Linked DNA regions of Triticum aestivum: region 2 is linked to region 1. The links are chromatin contacts, called in public Hi-C maps. All regions are on one chromosome and are shown on one strand. The core of a region is the stretch at or near the end of the contact, and the rest is flanking DNA. Distances in the headings are between cores, read along the strand shown.

What was found. A called contact is a pair of places that touch in the nucleus more often than the background predicts.
Region 2: a contact with region 1 is called in a Hi-C map of leaf, with 5 times the contacts expected there. The contact joins the enhancer-like site here to the promoter of LOC123144782 in region 1. A contact is called at or near these places in 2 of 5 Hi-C or Micro-C datasets (both in leaf) and 1 of 1 datasets of contacts at active chromatin or transcription factors (leaf).

What each region holds. Positions count from the first base shown.
Region 1 is chr6D:305,522,446-305,527,036 of IWGSC CS RefSeq v2.1, forward strand. It overlaps LOC123144782 (outer envelope pore protein 37, chloroplastic), which reads right to left and starts at 2,038. Exons shown (of 6, transcript XM_044564018.1): 1 at 1,447-2,038; 2 at 1,122-1,211; 3 at 226-396; 4 at 48-142. The coding sequence starts at 1,935.
Region 2 is chr6D:305,762,840-305,767,653 of IWGSC CS RefSeq v2.1, forward strand. No RefSeq gene overlaps it. Among protein-coding and RNA genes, the nearest start is that of LOC123144782, 240 kb to the left of the region's middle. Within about 2 kb of position 1,647, at least 4 of the 8 cell types and tissues checked have an H3K27ac peak or open chromatin away from gene starts, as enhancers often do. A contact at or near this core is called in leaf, where this site is marked.

The sequences.
Region 1 (4,591 bases), core at 788-3,287:
GTGGATACATATGCTAATGAGCAAAGCAACAAAGACAGTATGCTGACCTTAACTTATCAGAAGAACCAAAACGCCTTTTGAAGTCTAGGGATACTGCATTGGAAGGCAAGGAGACGCTGGGAACTAAAGTTAATTCATTGTCCTGCCATAGAGAACGGACAAATCGAATCAGATAAAACAGAAGGTCCGAAAACTGAACAAAATACAACATTAGACATAAATCACCTTATAACAATATCTTAGATTCAAATCATTTTCATTGTATTGAGCAGTAAGAATGCCGTCTAAAAAATCAGTTTTCGCAATCCCATACACTGACAACATTTTTTGGTCTTCTTCATTTGTCCTCTCTTCCACTGAAACTTGACCAATTGGAAAGTGGAGTGTTGCTCTTGGCTGCACAGGTATCAGGGTTAACTAAACAGTTGACAGAGTTTTATTCCAAATTCTAGGAAATATGCACAGATTCTTGTTGCTAAGAACATATGTCTACAGCATTCACAAACATCTTTCAGCTTAGGACACATACTCTACTGAGTATAAACAAATATAGCAATGAAACAAATAGCACATGATTTCATACCTTTAAAAATAATATACGACCACTCAATGTTTTCAATACAATAGCTAATGTTTAAAATCTGAAATAGCACCTAAAGGAGCTACGATCTGGATATAGGTGGCCTCACAGATCATGCACGCTCTACTGCATGCATGAGTAAACAATAGAGTACAGTTGTAAGCTGTAAGTTACTACCTCCGTTTCTAAATGTAAGGCGTTTTGACAGTTTAAGTTAAACTCCCAAAACGTCTTATTTTAGATTAGAAACAGAGGGCGTACTAAACAACATGGACTTCCAGACCAACTTTTGCAAACATTTTACCACTATTCAATCTTTTCAATATACTAGCAAATTATAGTCCTTTATCTCAAGTGGCATATATAATTTCTGAGGAATGAAGGAGTGACAACTATAATACATTTTGTGCTAACAAAGTAACAATGATCAAATTTGTATTTTAAGGTAGAAAATGAACCTTGTTGGAATTGCTCATCCGCACAATACATTTATTCTAATCAAAGAAACATAGAAAAAGAAAACATGTATGTGTGTACTCACCAAACCACTGTAAGGGACCAAAGATGATATCTCAAGTCTATAAGACGGGTCACCCAACCTAGTTCTTACTGAAACTTCTCCTTCTTGCTCCTGAGAATATAACAAGATGCCATTAGAAAGAAAAAAGAAGTATGTAGCAGAACAAACTCAGGAGACTAAAGGTGTGAAACTTTATCAGTAAGTGAAAAGAATATACAGATACACTTTCCATCGTCAAAAGTAACAAGAACGCACACACAGACACCATAGGTCCTTGAACGAGAATTGCGTAACTAAACAACGTTGAAATGGAGGCGCAGATTTCAATATAGAAGCGCTATAATACCTTGACATCGTGCGAGGCGCGAAGCTGGACGGCGCCACCGGGGAGCGAAGCGTTACCACGGAGCAGCGCGTTGCGGCCCTCAACGTCATACATCGCGGAGAAGTGCTTGGTGACGAACGACAGCACCGGCGCCCCGAAAAGCTGCCGCGGGTCCTCTCCGTGGCCCTGCTGGTCGCTCTGGAACGACAGCCGCAGCTTGGCGAGGCCCCCCGCGAGCTTGCACGACACCTTGTGCGCAAACAAGGCCTCCTCGCTGTCGTACTCCGTGGTCACCCGCAGCCCCGGCCTCCTGTACCGCTGCCCTGGAGCCACCACCGTCGGCTCCGGGGGCGGGGGTGGTGGGGGAGGCGGGGGAGGGGGCGGCGGGGGAGGGGGAGGGGGCGGGCAGAGGAAGGTGAGGGGGCAGCGGAGCCATGGAGGCAGATTGAAAGGGTTAGGGTTCTTGGGGGTGGACGAGGAGGAGGAAGTGGTGGCGGTGGCGGCGGCCATGGGCGGAGGAAGCGAGGGAAGCGGCGGGGTGAGCGGTGTGAAGAATCGAATGGAGGAAGAGGCAAGTGGAAATCTTGTGGGGTCTGGGGTGCGGACTGCGGAGGGCTTGGAAGTTGGGAATTCTTGGCTATTCATAATTAGAGCCTTATTCTTCTGGTTCTGGCTTATTCTGGAACAAATATGCTTCCTCACTTCCTCACGACAAGATTGCAATGTGTGTACATAACAGTATATACAGCACAATATACCAAATCTGGTCCCGTGACCGCTCACGTCTTAAATTTCCTATTGCACAATTGGATAGTACCTTAATTATCCTCTTTCATAATCAGATGTCTCAAATTACAAATTCTCAAATTCATATAATTACATGCAACGTAAAACCTAATCTAAATCTTCGTCAGTGTCACGCCCGTGTCCATGTTTGGAGGCCGGCTAAGCCCCTCGGAATGAAGTTGCGGTCGCCGACGAGGTAGAGTAGGACATGGGACACGGACCGGCTCACGAGACTCGAGGCGCCGCCGTCTCTCATGCCCTACTCTTCCTCGTCGGGGCCTGTGGCCTGCACGTCGCCGATCAATGTGAGGTCGACGATGGATCTGTCGTGGTCGGATCCCGCACGTCCACCACGAGGCGATTGGGGCGCCATGGGTTGCAGGTCACCCATAGCGGCGTTGTGTGCGCGCCCACCTCGTTGTGGTCTGTCACGGCCTCCCGTGCCCTCTGCCTCGCATGGCGGCCACGCTGCGCTATAGCCTTAGCGGACGGGCCACATGGTTTAGCTCCGAGTCAGCGCACCAACGAAGGGGTTGCGCCTCCGCCACAACGTTTGGATGCCAGACGGACCGCACCATCTCCGGCGAGGCAGCGGCGATCCAAGCGTCATTTGGTCTGATGCTATGGATTCCCGCATGATCGAGTCAGACTGCTGTTGGGCGTTCTTCTCGCGGGCGCGGTGTAGTGCAGAGGGCCATCTCCTCCTCAAGCCCGCGTAGGATGAGCTCCTAGTCTGCAGATCGGGTGATGGAGGACTTGGATCCGCTGCCCGACGTACCGAAGAAAGCCGGAGATCGCCTGATGGGAGCTTAGGAGCAGAGCTGAGTGGAGTAGAGTTCCTAGGGTTCTATTCGGGGAATGGATGGGGACGAATATATGTGGGGTCAGGGGTGGACCAGCATGGGCCATATCGGACGTGGCAGACGCACCCGGGTGCACCCGGAACTCCCCATATCCGGCCTAGATTTGGCTGAATATGAGGAGTGCCAGTCAGCCCAGCGTTTCGGGCTAGTATGAGGGGTCCGTTTGGGTCGTGTTTTTTTTACCGAACTGTGACCGGGCCATCCACCCGGGCGTATAGGGAGGGTTTAGGGAACCCTACTGTAGATGCTCTAAGAGCCGGACTTAGCAAATCCGGCTCTCTCTAAACATCTGTGGACGTGTCGGTTTTAAGCTCCTACTTGTTCATGCATGCAGTCATGCTTCTCATTTTTTTTCACTTATATATTTGGTCACTTACCTGTGATCGATGGAGAAGAAAAGAGAGAAAAGAATCAAGAAAGAGAAAGAGGTGGTCTGGGGGTGAGCCGTGTCCTACGTGATGGGTTGATCAGGCGCGTGCACGGGCCCTCATATGCTCCCGATTTGGTATCAATATGAGGGTTCGCAGACAGCGCTAACGTATAGTGATGATAGGAGAGCATTTACGACGGGATTTAGCAAATGCGACCCCCATAACGTCTGCGGGCGCGCCTGGTCAGTGTCCGGGCGTGTCCGTTAGGCCCTACTTGTGTCACAACGCAAAATTTTCCAAATTTTAGGATGTGCATTTAGAAGCATTGCATTTTATTATTTCAGTGCATATTTCATGTTTGAAAAATTAATTGACCAATTCTTAAACCCTAAAACAATTTGGATTTTAATTAGAGGCCATATTAATTTTTCATTATAAATTGTATAAGGGCATGAAAGTAACTTTCAAATATTAATATTAGTTATGTAATCGAATGATTAAAAGTAGTTTGGATTTGGGCAATTCAAACTATAAGTAAATCCTGGGTTTAAAAAAAATGAAAGGTAAAAAGAAAAAGAAAAAAGAAAAAAGAAAAAAGAAAACGGAAAAAGAAGAGAAAGAGAGAGAAATAATAATAAAAAGTCCCAAACGGACGGCCAGCCAGGCCAGCGTAACACGCGCGCGTTCGCAAAAGAAAGAAATGAAGGGGTATGCCCTAGATCTAATCCCATCTATTCGCGTGAGATCCAACGGTTGTCGTCTCACCCGCACACTCACTCACTCACACACACACTGATAGGCGGACCCACTTGTCGGCCTCATCGTCTTCAACCTCCGCTCGAAGCCCACGCGCCCACGCCCGACCTTCTCACTCGCCGCGATCTCACGTTCGTGCACCATTGGAGCTCTTTGGGTGTGCCACTGAGAATAATTTGAAGTCATGTTGTCAAGCCACCTGGTTCCTGCACCAAGTGTGATTCCCATGAAGGTTCCACCTGCAGCTGAATCTAGCAAATTCCTAGACATAAAGTTTAGTCCTGCATAGAAAGTTTGCACTAGGACAATTCTTTAGTATAGTTTTTATCCTTTCCCAAGCTTGAGCAACATGCTCTTGTTCAAGTTGTTTAAAATTCATTATTTGATTTC
Region 2 (4,814 bases), core at 397-2,896, 240 kb after region 1:
GCTCGCTAGCACGGCCCCGCTCCTAGCACCTGCCGCGGCGACGTCACCCATGTGATGGGCACGTGACCCGCGTTGCACGGCCTCCTCGGGAGGCCTCGCGGTAGGGCGCCTCGCGAGAGGGGCGTCGTGAGGCCGCCTGCTTCTGATGGTGGTACTTGGTGAAGTCCTTCGTTGAGAGGGGCCTCGCGGGGCGCGGCCCTTGCTAGATAGCTGGCTCCGTGGTGCCCACAGCTGGGCGGCCTCGTGAGTTGGGCCAGGGGTCGCTTCCTAAGCCGCAAGAAGATGGCCGTGGTAACAAGGTTCACATTGGGCCGACAGGCCCAGAGGAGAGGGAGGACTTTCCCAACTTGGAGAACAAGACTATAAGAGTTAGAGTAGGAACGGGTTAGCGACCCAGAATCTCCTGTAAACCTAGGGATTTGACCTATCATATAAAGGGGAGCCCCTAAGACGAAGAGTCTAATTTGCAATTTCTCGAAAGCTAGGTTAGCGAAACCACATCCTTGTAATCAAGATCATCGTCAATATCAATCAAGCAGGAGTAGGCTTTTACCTCCATCGTGAGGGGCCCAACCTGGGTAACTTGTGTCCTCCATACCCGATCAACCCCGTTCAGGAAACCACCTAGTTGCGATGGCCTCAAGACTTAGTCCTTGCGCGAGGACATCTGCCGTGACAAAACCACGACAGTCGGCGCCCACCATGGGGCCAGCGCACGATGGTGTTGAGTTCTTGGAGGGTGCTCTCCCAGGGATCGAGGGACACGAGATAGCCCGGATGACGAAGAGTCGCCGCGGCAAGCTCTACATCGATGACTCAGACTAGGTCCCGAGGGCGACTCAATCGAGTACAGGTACCGGGTCTCCTTCGGCAAGATCCGCGTCTTCATCGACGCAATTGGCGAGCCTGGTCCCGCGTTGGACATCATCTTCGACCCCGTTGAGTCGGCGCGCCGGACCAGACCCGGTCAGATCTGCGCTTTCGTTGGTTTCACTCATGGAGTCGACCTGTTAGGCGATTCCGCGTCTGGCGGCGACACACTAGTCAACTCGGATGGTGAATCTTTGCTTGGAGATACCGAGTGAATTTTTCCACTTTTTGATGATAGACCGGGGGGCTACTCCGATGACAGGATCGATCTGGAGGTTTCACAGCCGCCCCGCCGTGCAGCTGTCTACATGGCAGGGACCCCGATCGAGACGACGGCGGGTCAAAATTCTATGACGGCTGGGGCCGAGGCAATGGCTTCCACCGTGGTTGGCTCAAGCCAAACGCTGGCTCAGGTGCTTGTAGAGCTGATGACTACTCTAGGAATGCTCTTGTCGGCTCTAGTAACCACAAAGTACGTGGCTGAACGTAACATAGAGGTTGCAAAGCGTCACGAGCAGATGGCCAAGATCTAAGAGGATATTAATGCAGAGAGTGTTTGCATGGCCGAGACACACGCCCACATCCATAGCGAAACTGAGCATTTGAAAACAGAGGTGCTTCATCTTAGTTTCCGCCAAAACGAGAATTCTGCGGTACACCAGAGGAGGCATCAAAGTTGGCTACCAACTAGTTTTGAGCCTACATAGTTGTTTGATACACCGCGAGATGCACTCGTTCCAGGGGCAGGCACCAGCACGCCAAGTGCGGCAACCATAATACCCCAATTGACTCAGGTTGTACCTCCAAACACAATTCAGTTGCAACCGCCGGTTCAACAATCCTTGGGATCTGACCGGCTTAGTGGCCACAATGAGTGGGGGCCCACCCAGATCAGGCCAAGTTCACGTGCGCCCCGTGACCTTGAGGCGACGACCATCCCCATCTTCTTCCACTCCATCTTCGCTGCCCTGGTGCCACCGTTCTCTGACTTCCTCTGTGTCGTCCTTAACCACTATCAGATCCATCTGATGCACCTGCAGCCCAAATCCATCCTCCTCCTCACCGTCTTCGCCTACCTCTGTGAGGGCTTCTTGGGAGTGCTCCTTCGTTGGCATTCTTCAGGACCTTGTACAGTCTGCCGATCTCCGTCGGGAACCAGCATACGGGGTGCGCCTCGTTCGGTATCACTGATGAATGGCTGGCAACATTATCGACATGAGGATCTTGAAGAAGGTGGAGGGCTACAGGTCGCGTTGGGTCTATCTAGACGCCAAGCAGTTTAGCCCCCTCCTCCAGATCCCGACCGAGACGGCCGTGAAGAGCTCCGGGTGGGAGCACTTCGAGCTCGTTGACGAGAGGCTGGGGCCGCTCATGGTGAGGATGGCGGAGCTGAGGCCGCCAAGGTGATGGTGGCGATGGTTGCCAAGGAGTTCTTGTGCTGGCGCATCGCACCCCTCCAAAAGCGCTCGCACCCGGTGTGGACGATCGCCGGCGTCGCTGATCCGATGTGGCTGAGCGAGGACAACCTCCACTTGGGAGTGCTACATGAGATCGTGAGGATCATGTTCCCTGCGGATGCAGAGAACCTACCCAAGGATATGTACCCGGTGTACCGCTACAAGAACAAAAATGAACTTGTCGCGGACATGCTACAATTTGATCAGTGGGGACTGGTCTCGTCGGACCACGATGGGCCTCGCGAGAACCCTCTCGTGGTGCTGCTCGGCTCGGGAGGCCACGGCAGCCTAGGACGGGGAGGAGAGCGACGAAGGGACGCCCCCACCAACTTGCCACAAGCTGCTGTTGGACGCCCCTGACAACGACGATGATGACGATGGTGACCGATTCATGGTCATGCTCGCCCAGCGCACGAGTGTGGGGGGTGAAGGGAACTCGGCTATGGGGGCGAGTGAGCCTCACAGGTAGGATTCCCTCGTTGCACCGGCGGTTGACGATGCCGGTAGGCCTTGTGCCGAGCCCTTCGGAGGGAGCTCGAGCAAGCCTCGCGAGGGGGGCAGTAGTGGCCGCCAGAAGCCGAAGAGACGCTGGGCTCCCACTGGTGAGTAAGCTTCCACACCTTGCTCTTGTTTTCCTATTTCTGCTTCTTGCTTCCTGAGGCCTGGGCTAAACTGGCACGCTACCTAGGGAGTTAGACAAGAAGGCCAAGAAGAAGAAGAAGAAGGATGAGGCCCCCGCCTTGAAGGGGGCCACGACGCCCGCGGCGCCCCCGATGGCGACACGGGATGAGAGCCGCAGGGAGGCCGAACGCCGCCCCAAAGCAGAGGCGAGGCGCTAGACGGTGGAGGGCAGCAGGCGATGCCTCCCGAGGCACCTGTGGACCGGCCTCCCCCGACCGGGGGAGCGAGCCTCGCGAGGGGGTCTCCACCGACGAGGTGGTGCCTCCCGAGGCACCCGACGCGGCAGGCAAGGCGACGAAGGAGGGGGCGACGAGCCGACCTCTCTGTCGCACCCCACGCCTACCGAGGAGGCTGGCGTCAACATGGGGGCCGTAATAGGCCCCCAGCGTTCGCCGGTGCGCCAAGCCCCTAAGGCGGCCGCGACGAGCCCGGAGTGCATGGCGACGCAGCCGGCCGCAGAGGAGGAGGCTGCAAAGAGCCCCGCACCTGACGAAGGAGGCAGCCCCCGCTAGGGACGAAGGCACGAAGCCCACGCGAGGTCTCGACCCTGGGTCTTCGTGCACCATGACGGTGGAGAGCGGCGAGGAGGCACAGCCTGGGGCCTTGGCGCTAGTGAGCTCCAACGCTGTGCTCAAATGTGGGGCCATCAGTGACGCCAGGGCAGACCTCGACGTGCTTTAGGAAGACCTTCGGGCGGAGGAGGATCGCCAACGGCTCGCAGACGAGTGGCGCCAGCTTAACGTGGCCATGAAGCTGGGTCGCTGGTTGGACGAGGCTGCACGGGAGAAGCACGGCAAAATCATGAAGGACGCCGAGGAGCTCTTCGAGAGGGCCCTCGAGGATGCCGCAGATGCCGAACAGTGAAGCGAGGACGCCGTGGCCCGCGAGAAGGTGCTCCAGGAGTAGGCGGAGCTCAGGGAGCAGGGGTTCTGGACATGGGAGGAGGCCACGGAGGTCTGCGAAGGCTAGCTCGCTTCCCGCGAGGAGGATCTCACCAAGCGTGGGGAGGCCCTAGCGGCTCGCGAGGGGGACCTCGATATCCGGGAGTACCAGAGTAGGAGCTCACGAGGACCACCTCGGAGCAGGAGGCCGAGCATCAGTGCTTGGCGACGCTGGACCGCTAGGTGGGGGCTGCCCAAAACTCCTACGACTCCCGCATGGCCAAGGCCTACGCCCAGCTCGAAGAGTGGGAGAAGAAGTACAAGGAGGACACCAATGCCAAGTCCAAGGCAGAGCGCAAGGCGCTCGTCAAGGAGCATAGCCAAAAGTTGAAGCTCAAGCGGGATAGCTTCGTCCAGAAGAAGAGTGAGCTCAAGGCCGAGAACGCCCACCTTGCGAAGGAGCTGAAGGACACCGAGGCCATGCGGCAGCAGGCGCTGACGGCGAAGACGGACGCTGAGGAGGAGTTGGCATCCCTCCAGATGTAGGTGGGTGGTGTCTTCGAGGTTGTCGCGAGGGCCACGGACGACCGCATGCGGGAGCTGGGGCAGCAACACGTGCGCAACAAAATGTTCCGCGCCCTCATGTAGCGCGCGCACGGCTATTGCACGCTTCACTGATGAGAAGACCTCGGAGCCCCTCGATGACAATAATGCCAGCTACCTTGACTTCTTCACCAATATCATGGAGAAGATGGAGGAGGGGACTGCGAAGGCGAACGAGATCCTCGAGAAGGAGAGCCGCGATCTCCTGAGCCATGCAACGACACGGGTCTTCAGTAACCTCTTCCGCAGTGACAACGCGGGTCTTCAGCAACCTCTTCCGCAATGACGCCGGCTTCGACTTCGAGATGGTGATGGCCCCCGT